Regions from separate parts of the Mus musculus genome. Here region 2 is linked to region 1. The links are chromatin contacts, called in public HiChIP or PLAC-seq maps. All regions are on one chromosome and are shown on one strand. Each heading gives the region's core, a stretch centred on a gene start, on an enhancer-like site or on the middle of the called end of the contact. The rest is flanking DNA. Distances are from core to core; before and after follow the strand shown. Region 1 has its middle 41 kb from the start of Agr3. Region 2 has its middle 32 kb from the start of Tspan13.

Region 1 (5,541 bases), core at 1,194-3,693:
CTATCTATCTATCTATCTATCTATCTATCTATCCATCCACCCACCCACCTACCCACTCATCTACCCACCCACCTACCCACCCACCCATCCACCCATCTATCTATCTAACTATCTGTCTGTCTGTCTGTCTGTCCGTCCGTCCATGCATCCATGCATCCATGCATCCATCCCTCTATCTATCTATCTGTCTGTCTGTCTGTCTGTCTGTCTATCTATCTATCTATCTATCTATCTATCTATCTATCTATCTATCTATCTACCTTCCTATCTATCTGTATTCCTGAACCTTTGGCTACAATAAAGTGTAAAAAAAAATCCAATGTTATGGGGAAACATTTTTTTTCACCTAAAATAAAGATTTTTGAAGCAGTTACTAAAATTGATATGCATATTTAAAGTCTACATGACAGTAGTCACATTTTTAGCTGAGAAGATTCATGGGCTGTTTTCTTTTTAGTGGCAGTTACTTTGTTCTGAGACAGGCAATTCTATTCTGCCAGTGGCTCAAGCTGACCTCAGGTGTTTGGTGATCTTTCTGCCCTTGGCTCCCCAGTGCTACGTACGATCACAGCAGACTTTGGTGACTTAGAAAGTTAACTATTGTTATTATTCATTTTGGGTGTGGTTGTGTTTAGCTTGTATGCTTTGTATGTCTGTGCTCCACACACATGCACGGTGCCCATGCAGGATAGAAGAATGTATAGGATCTCCTATAATTAGAATGACAGGCAGTTGTGAGCCACCATATGGGTGCTAAGCATTGAACCCAAGTCCTTTGGTAGAGCAGATAGTGCTCTTAAGAGTTGAGCCACCTCCAGCCTTGTCTTCACTTTTTTTTTTTTTAAGCACCAGAAGTTATAGGCATTTCTGATTTTATGATTACAAATAGTTGAGGAAAGCAGAGGGGAATAATGTACTTTCTATTTAGTCAGCACCACATAATGCTGAAGGTTCAAGCGCTTACGTGTGCTGACTTTTAAGAGAGTTTTCCATGTCTCCTGGACTCTTCAGTTCTTTCGTCCATTTTTATTTGGAGGCAAGAGTTCCCTTTGGTTGGCTTACTCAGACCATCCAGGGGGCAAGGATCTAGATGAACAGAAATAGACTGCAACACAGAATCTGCTGGGAGTTAATTTTTAACAAAGATTTATTTTCATGTAAGGATACATATTTGTCTCAGTGTCTGTATGGCAGGTGTATGCAAGAACCCGTGGTATCGGATCTCCTGGAGCTGAAGTTATGTGCAGCTGTGAACCATATAACTTGGGTGCTGGGAATCGAACTCAGATCCTCAGAAAGAGCAGCAAAAGAGCTCCTAACAGGTGCTCCATCTTTCAGATCATACGTTTTTACTTGTTTCTACCAACACTCCTCTCTTAGACACAGGACTAAGAACGATTTATTCTTTACTAGAATAAAGGGGATAACTAATTAAATAACTAACGAATAAGTTAAAAAATGGTCACCCATTATTGACTCTTCTAAGGAGTCCATCCGTGTTATGTTTCCTCAAAGAACTCAGGGCCGTTTAGATTCTCTCCAAGCAAAGAGAGATCGTTTCTGCCTTAGAATAGGAAGAAGCAATGGTGACCACAATCCCCAGGATCAGAAGACCATAGAGTCATGGTAAGTTTTTAAAGTTAATAGAAAGGTAACTTCAGTGTTAAAATGGGGCCAAATAGGGATAATGGCTGCCGGGCGCCTTTGGGCTTTCCTGACTTCTCTCAGCTGCTCTCTGCTACATCCTGATGGAACCAGATCGATGACTGTGCACAGATTGCACATGCAAACATTTTCACTTGGCTCCCGACAAGAATTAAACAAACATCAACGGATGCCTAACATGTTTTCTTGAGGGCTTTTCTAGATTTTCATCGGAGGCTACGAGTTTCGTTAAAACATTCATGATTTCACTGTGCGATTTTTTTTTTTTTTCGGAAGAGCTCAGCGGAATGGGCAGACTGGGAGTTCCAGAGACTGGGAGCCAGAACTTGGAAGTCACTGTCCACCTTAAAACATCCACTGGGAGGGGAGGCGTGCAGGTGGGGCTGTGTCTTAGTTGCTGTGGTTTACGGGTGCCACAGTTACTTTTCCGCTGTTCTCTCTTCCAACACCGCTCGAACTCTCTTCAAGCTGCTTCCCTTTTTAAGACCCTGTTTCTCGCTTCCCCTTCCCTCTGGTTCCTCCCCGTGTTATTCCTCCCTTCCCCCAACCTTATTTTTGTGACTTTTCCCTCATAACAGACTCATCCCCTGCTCTGCTTAGAAACTAGTCTTTTTGTTTTTCTATGGGTCCCACTGCTTTGCTTTGCAAAGAACTGGGAATTTGTTTACACAGTTATGTTTGCACACTAAAAGCCTGCTTACTTGAATTGGCTCCCACTGTGAGACAACCTCCACTTCTGCTGCTTACATTTTTCCTACACAGGAGACATTCACAGGGCACCCAGCTGCACAAGGTGGCGCTATGTGCTCACCGACCACACATTCTAATAGTAGCTTGGTCTTGATCAGAACAAAGCTCTTTGTTTTTGTTTGCTTGTTTGTTTGTTTTTTTGTTTGTTTGTTTGTTTTAAAAAAAGAAAAGCAGCATTCTCATATAGGCAGAAGATGGCAATGTTTCCTGTTCTCTGACATGTTTCCTCAGTGTGTGTGGAGTTAATTATTGCTCCTTGGATGTGGGCTTGCAGTCTCAAACCTCCTATACCCCTTTTAGAAATGTAAAGCTCTAAAGAGAGATCCATTTGCTGGGTGCAGTTGCCCCTTTAATGTCAGCACTTGGGAGGCAGAAGCAGGCAGATCTCCAGGAGTTTGAAGACAGTCTGGTCTATATAACAAGCTCCAGGTCAGCAAGGCTATATAATGTCTCAAGGAAAGAAAAAAAATAATGATAATTACTTTCAGCAAATTGTTTATATGAAGGTCGAAATATAAATGCCAACAGTGGCTCCTCCTTAAACCTCTTCCTTAAACTACCAAAACTACTGCTGACCCATAGGTTTTCCCATTTCTCTCTAGGCATGTCCTGGATAAAACTTGGACCTCACACTTCCTCAGATCCCATCAGCTTCTTCACCCTGAAACTCCCACAGTGGACCGCCTACCCCCACCCCAAGAAGACCCAGAGAACTGTCACAGTGTTGTGGGCTCCCATTCCCATACTACATGGGTGGCACAGGCCAATTCTTTTGCTTCTCCTGCAGTGCTTAATTATACACAGACTGAAGAGCTAGGGATCGGAGGAGTAGAGATACCCAGAAGGCCCATTTTCAATAGCTAGGGTCTGAAAAGACGTCCAGGACATGATTACCACATGGCCCTGGTTGTCTGACTCATAGAGTACACTTTGTGGAATGTTGACTTAGTAAAGAAAATTAAAAAATAAAAATAAAAACCATTGGATTTCTCAGGGATTGAAGATTAAACAAAGTAATAAAGACATATATTTATAATAACAGTATAACAAGCCACATTATTGCATATGCTAGAGTTTATATAAGTCAAGTAATAGATTTGTAGGTAAGTCACAATGCCAAACAAGATCATGCAAGCATGTTATGTGTTACGAACCAGGATTAGTTCCCTGGGGCCTCTGATTTGTGGGACTTCCTCATAGCGCTCAGCTGAGGTGCTGCATGCCACCTGTGCTGAGGCTTGCCTCTGCTACACAGTTTCCAGGGTCTTGTCAATAAGTACTGACATGTTCATGCCATGCTAACCTGTGCAACAGTTTTCTGAGGGACCTGAAAGCAGGAAGAAAAACAGACTGATAAGAGAGTCCATAGAACTACTTACTCACAGTGAGGCAATTAAATTAAAAAGGCAACACGTAACAGAACTAAACAATGTCCAATGGTTGAACATGGCTTAACGGAGAGAGGCACCAATATTATCTGTTGGGTGTTTAAGTCTTCTGAGCATTAGTATGTTCTGTTCCTCTGAGGTAATGCCTTCTGTCTTCTCTCAACTGTGCTTAGGATGCCCAATGCCACCTCAGGTTCTCCTACAGTGGTTTTCTCATCCATTTAACCCCTTGAGTGATGTTGGCAGAATCCCATGTGCCCCATGGCAGTGTGCTTTTCCCATTCTCTTTCTTTCTCTTTCCTATTACTGTGTTCAGAGAAACCCCCACTCTACCAAGAGAAAGAAAGAAAGAGAGAAAGAGAGAGAGAGAGAGAGAGAGAGAGAGAGAGGGAGAGAGAGAGAGAAAGAAAGAAAGAAAGAAAGAGAGAAAGAAAGAAAGAAAGAAAGAAAGAAAGAAAGAAAGAAAGAAAGAAAGAAGGGAAAGAAATTCTGTAAGTTCACCAGGTCACAAAAGAAAAGAAAAGAAATTTAAAAAGAAGATGTAAAAATATTCCTAGTTGGGAATAGGAGAGGTATCAGTGAGAGAGACAGTAGACAATAGAGGACAATGGGGGATGGACATGACCACATGCATGATGGAGATAAACCGAAAGACCACAATGAACCCAGCACTGCGTATAATATATTAATGCAGGTTTTTTAAGAGTTAAGATTCCTAGGGTGAGACTCTGTTGCAGGGCCATCCTCTCCCTATTCTGCCATTTGGAGGTCTCACTCACCTAAAGAGTGTTTTCCTGCTGAAGTCACAAAGCCAGTCAGATGTGTATCCTACTCACAAACACAGGATTCTCTCCCAGGGTCATAATGGAAACACTGGTAAAATCTGTGTGTTTGTATGCTCAAGTAAAAGAAGTCAAACTGAAAGTCACAGGAAATCTTTTTAGCTATTTGGAGATTCTCATTCACAATGGTGAAAATCGTCTGAGAGAGATGGAGAAAGCCAGTAGCATGAAAGAAAAATGAAACAGACCCAAGGCAGATGATAACAGAGGAGATCACTTGGAAAGCAGAGAAACAATGTAACAATAATGACAGTGACACAACAGGCACCAAGGGGGTTAAGTAAGGAAAACCAACCTTTGACCTTTTAACAGACCTTTACTAAAGTGCTGGCCCCCACAGGTAAGCTTGGTGGTTCTTCTCAGAAACCTGTCTAGAAATGAGAGCAATGACATAGATAAGGAATGCCTGAAAGACACAACTGGAGAGAAGACACCAAACCAGCGCTCTCAAGTTACAGCATGGGAAGTCCAGAAGTGGGAAACAAGCAAAACATGGGTGGAAAATTCAAAATATAAAAATGGCATTTCCCAAAGCTAAAAAGACATGAGGCTTTGGGGTGACTTGGGACTGAAGGAAAGAAGAGATGTTAGGGAGAGAGCAAAGTTTTTCATGCTGCCCAAGAGCTGGGGAAGATGCTCCCAACCAATGTTGGGGAGAATCAGAGTAGGCTAGGCATTTTGGATGTTAGGAAGCAATAGACCAGTGTTATAAAAGATCTGAAAAGTGGGTTGTAGGTAGAACTTTAGATTCTTCTATGGTGATGTAAATAAAAATATATCCAGAACATGGAAACTTCTAAGTTTTGTAACTGTTTTGCTAGCATTTTCCCCCCTCTCTCTATCTCTATCTTTCTCTGTCTGTCTGTCTCTCTTTCTCTCTCTCTCTGTTTTTCTCT
Region 2 (5,541 bases), core at 1,344-3,843, 190 kb before region 1:
AACTATAACCAAATAAATACCTACGTTTTTAAAAAGTAAAGTAATTACAGTCATATAACTTGGGATTTTATAAACAAATCAACTGTCAATAACTAAGTAGTGTTTGGTTGTTTATTTTCCTTGTTCAGCTTTTTGCTTTATCTCTCTGTCTGTGACATTTCTATGTTGGAGCCAATGATCTCTTTCTGGATTGGAGTCCTCCAGTACAAAAAACATTATTTGCTCAAATAAAACCTGTATTGTGTCTTGCTTTATCTTTTAAACACACTGAAAAAGAATTTTTAAATTACAATTATTTTTAATTTACCTGGAATGGCTGGGTATTACACACATATGTAATCCCAACATTCCAGAGACTGAGGCAGGAGGATCACCACAAACTCAAGGCCTACCTGGGCTATGTTTACCAAAACCCTTTACTCAAAAAGTCTCACAAACTAATGTTGAGTGTGCTTACTATGGAGCATAAAGACCTGAGTTTAGATCCCAGTACCTATGTAACAAGCCAGGTACATACATGAAACCCCAAGATGGTGGGGATAGAAACAAGAGAACCATGGAGGCATATTGGCTGACAAACTCGCCAAAAAATCAAGCTCTAGTCATAGGGTGAGGTCTCATCACAAAAAGAAGGAACTGCACAGACCACACCTACATTACAGATGCGTACATACAACACACACATACATGACACCTACATAAACATGTGTACATACAACACATACCACACACACATATATACATATGAACATACAACATACATTCAACACATATATATACACATGTGCACATACAACATACACACAACACATCTTTGTATACATTTGTACATGCAACACAGACACACACATCTACATACACATGTATACATACAACACACACATCACACCTAAATAAACATGTTCACATATAACACACACCATACCTACACACTCATACACATATACTACCCCTACATACATGTGTGCACATACAAGACACACTCTCACATGCAGATACACACACTTACACATACACCTACACTTACATACAAAGAAGAAGAAAAGAATCTTGAATGTAATGGTTAAAGATGGTCAGAGAGATAGAGACAGAAAGACCAACAGAGAGACAGACACAGATATAGTCACAGAAACATCAAGTCAGAGGTAGAGAGTACAGAAGAAGTTCTCCCCATCCCTATTATGCTGGCATGAAAGATAGACAAAGGGCTGGAGCTGAGGGTGCAAACTGGAAACCAATGATTCAAAGACTTTGTTATCTACTTGGATCCTTTGGAAGGAACATGGCCTTGACAATCCATTTCATATTGTGGCTTCCCAAACTGTAAGTGACAAATTGCTATGCCACTTCTGTGGTGATTTGTTCTCACGGTGCCAATAAGAAACTTACATGACCAAACAGTAATGGAACCACGGGAGCATTGTTTGTGTTGCCTTTATGTGTGCTGGCAAAGCTGCCACTGTGCAAACCACTGCCTGGTGGCCATGGTTACTGCCCTGAAAGGCAGCTGAAGCCACCTGTGAGTTGTGTTTCCTATACTGCCTGTGTTCAGTAGTTGTTTTTCCTCATGTGACTTACAATATGGGTTAGAAGGCATATTTGACATAATAAGAAACACCCCTACATTAGTGTTAAAGGCAGACAATTTAGAGGAGCATTCAAGAAACACTTGTATTTATACCCAGTTAATGACAGATCAGTAATCAAGAACTTTGAGCAGTTCTTCATTACCTTCGTTTCTAATTAATCGTCTTATAAATGTGAGTAGAACTGACTTACAATGAATCTTTTGAGTTAATTCTGGGATTATCATCATAGATTGATATTAAAAATGCTTATCAAACCATGGAACACTTACTTTCTTTAATTAAATATTGATCTGTGATGTTTTGGGTACAAAGCCCAATGATGGTTGGCTTACTTCCGCGCCTGTGGATGATGAAGAGTGGGGTTCCATCGTTTTCACGCTCTGGGCTGGATTCTCCAAGTGTATTATCCTATCCTATTCTTTTTTTTTTTTTTTTTTTTCTGATGGGGTGGGGAGAACTTCTGTGCTCTCTCCATGACTATAGGACACTCTTGTCTTGAATGAGTCAAAATTTTATCACCACTTGGCTGAGTGCAACAGGCCCATGTGTCCTCTCTCCTAAGATCCATGTGGCTGCTTCAGACCACCTGCAAGACACAGCCTACCCACTCCATCTTAAAACCTTTATCAAGTTACCTGTGCAAAGCCATTGAAGGTCAAAGAGGCCCAGGGTTAGGATGAGAATGTCTTGGGGACTCTCATGACACATACAATTATCAAAGCGCTAATTGGAATATAAAGAAGCTTGGTAAAGCAGGTGTGTGCATAGTGTATGTGAAGGTTGACCTTTGGTTAAAAAAATAATAAAAGTATTTCATTCACAGCAAGTGAAGGTAAAAGGATTATAAGCCATGGGTGCTTGGTTTCAGCTTTGCTCAAATTAAAGCTAAAAGCTCCTTATGCAAAGGAGCCTAAAGGAAAACTGAATGTGCTGACTTGACTCTGAGCGAGTAGAGCCCTAGTTAGTCATTCCTAAGGATTGGTAAGTGAGAAAGATGAGGAGGCTTGGCCCTTTTGTAGTTCCCCATCTTCTTAGCCTGTTTACTAAGAGAGGGGCCCCCTCCTGAGGCTTAAATTTTGTATTCTTCACATATGTATTAGCACTAGTGTGTATTAGCTATGCTCTGAGTATTGCTGACCTTACAATCACTTTGGTTTATAGGAACCAATATTTGTGTTAGAGCACTGCATTTGTTTGCTTATGGCATGAATGATGTTTGCCAAGGAGGCTGAAGTCTTCATCAGTCTTGTGACCTGTGACTTCATTGATCTTGTCATAGTCACTCAGCCAACTGATGATTAAAGTTTGAGTCACTCAAGACAAGAGTGTCCTATAGTCTTATTCTTTGTAAAGCTTTAATTTGTAATTCAACACACACACAAACTGCTCATAACCGGGTCTTGAACTCTTAGAGACTCACCTGTTCCTACTTCCCAAGATACAATTAAAAGTGTGTGTGTGTGTGTGTGTGTGTGTGTGTGTGTGTGTGTGTGTGTTTGTGTGCAGGTACCTTCAGAGTAGAGAAGAGGACATGAATCCCTTAGAACTGGAGTTATTCAGACATTTGTGAGCCACTTGACGGTATTCAAATGTAGTCTTCATGGTTGATTAGCAAGTACTCTTAACTACTGAGCCATCTATCTAAGTCGATACATACAAACTTCTTAAGTGCTAAATTTTTCAAAAAAAAGTATTGACATTTTGTAGCATGGGATTTCAGAAGTCCCTCTTTAGCTAAAATCCTTCAATAGTATATATCATCGGTCTCCAGTGAAAGGAACCCACAATGTTGGCTGAACTGCTTCATGGACACCTGAATGCACCCCTCAATTTTCCTCTTCACTCATTGAAGTGTGAAAGTTCATGGCCTGCAACTTTCCTGCCATAGATGTCCAAGTGGAAAAACATTTCTTCCGTCCTGTCAAGATAGTGCAGGAGTTGTGAGTGCCCATGTGGCTATTTTTTTTTTTCTGGGATTTTCGTTTGTGTGTTTGTCTCTTGAGACAGGGTCTTATATAGCTCAGGCTGACCTCGAACTCCCTAATGTAGCCAAAGATAACCTTGAGCTCTTCTTGCTCCTTTCACTTTCACCTCCCAAGTGCTCTGATTACAAGAGTGTGCATTGCTTTGGGGACTAGGGAAATTCCTCCACCGCCACCCCCCTTTGGATCCTTTCTCCCTCTAGCTCAGCTGCCCAGGCCTGGAGTTTGCCAGACAGTTGCTCCTACAACCTAAGAGCCAGTCTGCTCACCAGGAGGCTGCATTAGATAACTTGATCATGATTCTTTGGTTAGGGTTGTTGATTAGTTCTTTAAAAGCTGAGTGTCTCCGCCTGAGTGTTCTCCTGTGAGCTGATTTAAAAACAAAACAAAAACCCCAACACTTAGAGCTTTGCATTTCTCTGGGCTTTAAATGCTAGCATTTTCCCTGGCTTTTGATCTCACCAGAGTCCTCATTAGCTTTCTCTGAAGCTGAAGGCAGACCCCGAGAACTGAAGAGTGGCCTGAATGTCCTGTATCCAATGCTCTGCAAAAGGTTGTAATCGCTTCTCTGAAAATCATGGGAGTGCACTGGGTGGTACGTAAATAATTAAGTAGCGACTTTAAGGCTTTGTAGTGAAAGCAGCTTTGTACAAAATTAAGTGCTTTTTAATAAGTAACTTAGATGCCACCTTTTCAGCCTGAACTTATCATCCCCGGAAACTGCACAAATGATGAATGTTAACAGCTTTGATCTCAGGATGACACCAGGGGCTCACTTCCTTCTTGCAAATGAATGCTTTGTGAAAAGTCAGGAAATCTGTTGCTATTGCCAGCACTTCTCACTTCAGGGAGATAACGGTATTAGTTATTCTTCTCATTGCTGTGACAAAATATTTGACTAAAACAACTTATGGATGGTTTGTTTGTAGTAGCCAGGTAGGATGCAGTCATCACGGAGGAGGTGAAGGCAGGATGGTAAGAGCAGCTCCAGCTATGGCAACAGGAGCCTGAGACAGCCAGTCAGAGAGAAAGCAGAGAGATGAGTGCTCGAACTCAAGTCAGTTCCTCCTTTTTCCCTTTTTACTTAGTGCAGGTCTCCAGCATATGGGCTGGTGTCGCCTACATTCAGGATGGGTCTCTTAGGTAGAACTATCTGGAAGCAAACCTCACAGATAAACCCAGGCATATGTCTCCTAGGTGATTCTAAACCAAATCTGAAAAAGAATATCTGTTGTAATGCCAGGGAAGTGTTAGACACACACACCCCTTCCAAAACAAAAACAAAAACAAAAACCAGACAGGAGCAGATGATGCAACTGACAGCAGGGTTTTTATTTTATTCGAGCTAGCTCTGGCCCCTCCAATGCAGCACTATCACGCAGAACAGTTTTGGTCCTGGGGGCGGGGTGGTGGTGCCCAATATCAATCAGGACAAGGCTTTAAAGTAAGCAGCAAGCAGGGTAGTAAGTGAGCAAGCATCTAATTGGAAAGCTACTGTGACCTTTAACACAACTGGCTGGTGCTAGGAGTCATATCATAAACTTAACTTCTGCTCCCCTCTGGTTGTTAGGCAGGGGGTGGGCTTATAACCTTGGGGTTCAGGTTTGTTGGGGGAATAACCTGAAGAGGCTGGTCTTGTTGAAGGTGTAGCCTGGAGATGCTGCTCTTGTTGGGGATTAGCCTAGAGACTGGAGCTAGGCTCGGCTTTTGTTGGGGGGCAACTTGGAAACTAATGCTAAGTACCAGCCTGTTAGTTTACCTGAGCTCAAACTTAGGTTAATGTCTCTAAAATGGAGTCTGAACTTAAAACATTTGGCTTCTCACTTTGAACAACTTAAAGTTAAATGAGGTTCTATATACTTCCCTTTATTTTGTAGCTATTAAAGCTAAGGGGGCTATTAGCCCTCAGTGTCATACAATATGACTTTATTTGGGAAGACTTGTAGACTGAGACAAGGTCATGATAAACT

What was found. HiChIP or PLAC-seq counts read pairs in DNA pulled down with a chosen protein or histone mark.
Region 2: a contact with region 1 is called in an H3K4me3 HiChIP or PLAC-seq map of bone marrow-derived macrophages, with 2.8 times the contacts expected there. The contact joins two enhancer-like sites. A contact is called at or near these places in 6 of 39 promoter capture datasets (the HPC-7 cell line, embryonic stem cells, hippocampal neurons and 3 more), 2 of 484 Hi-C or Micro-C datasets (both in uterus) and 1 of 115 datasets of contacts at active chromatin or transcription factors (bone marrow-derived macrophages).

What each region holds. Positions count from the first base shown.
Region 1 is chr12:35,881,988-35,887,528 of GRCm38.p6, reverse strand. No RefSeq gene overlaps it. Among named protein-coding and RNA genes, the nearest start is that of Agr3, 41 kb to the left of the region's middle. Within about 2 kb of position 2,443, at least 32 of the 459 cell types and tissues checked have an H3K27ac peak or open chromatin away from gene starts, as enhancers often do. A contact at or near this core is called in bone marrow-derived macrophages, where this site is marked.
Region 2 is chr12:36,071,838-36,077,378 of GRCm38.p6, reverse strand. No RefSeq gene overlaps it. Among named protein-coding and RNA genes, the nearest start is that of Tspan13, 32 kb to the right of the region's middle. Within about 2 kb of position 2,593, at least 20 of the 459 cell types and tissues checked have an H3K27ac peak or open chromatin away from gene starts, as enhancers often do. A contact at or near this core is called in bone marrow-derived macrophages, where this site is marked.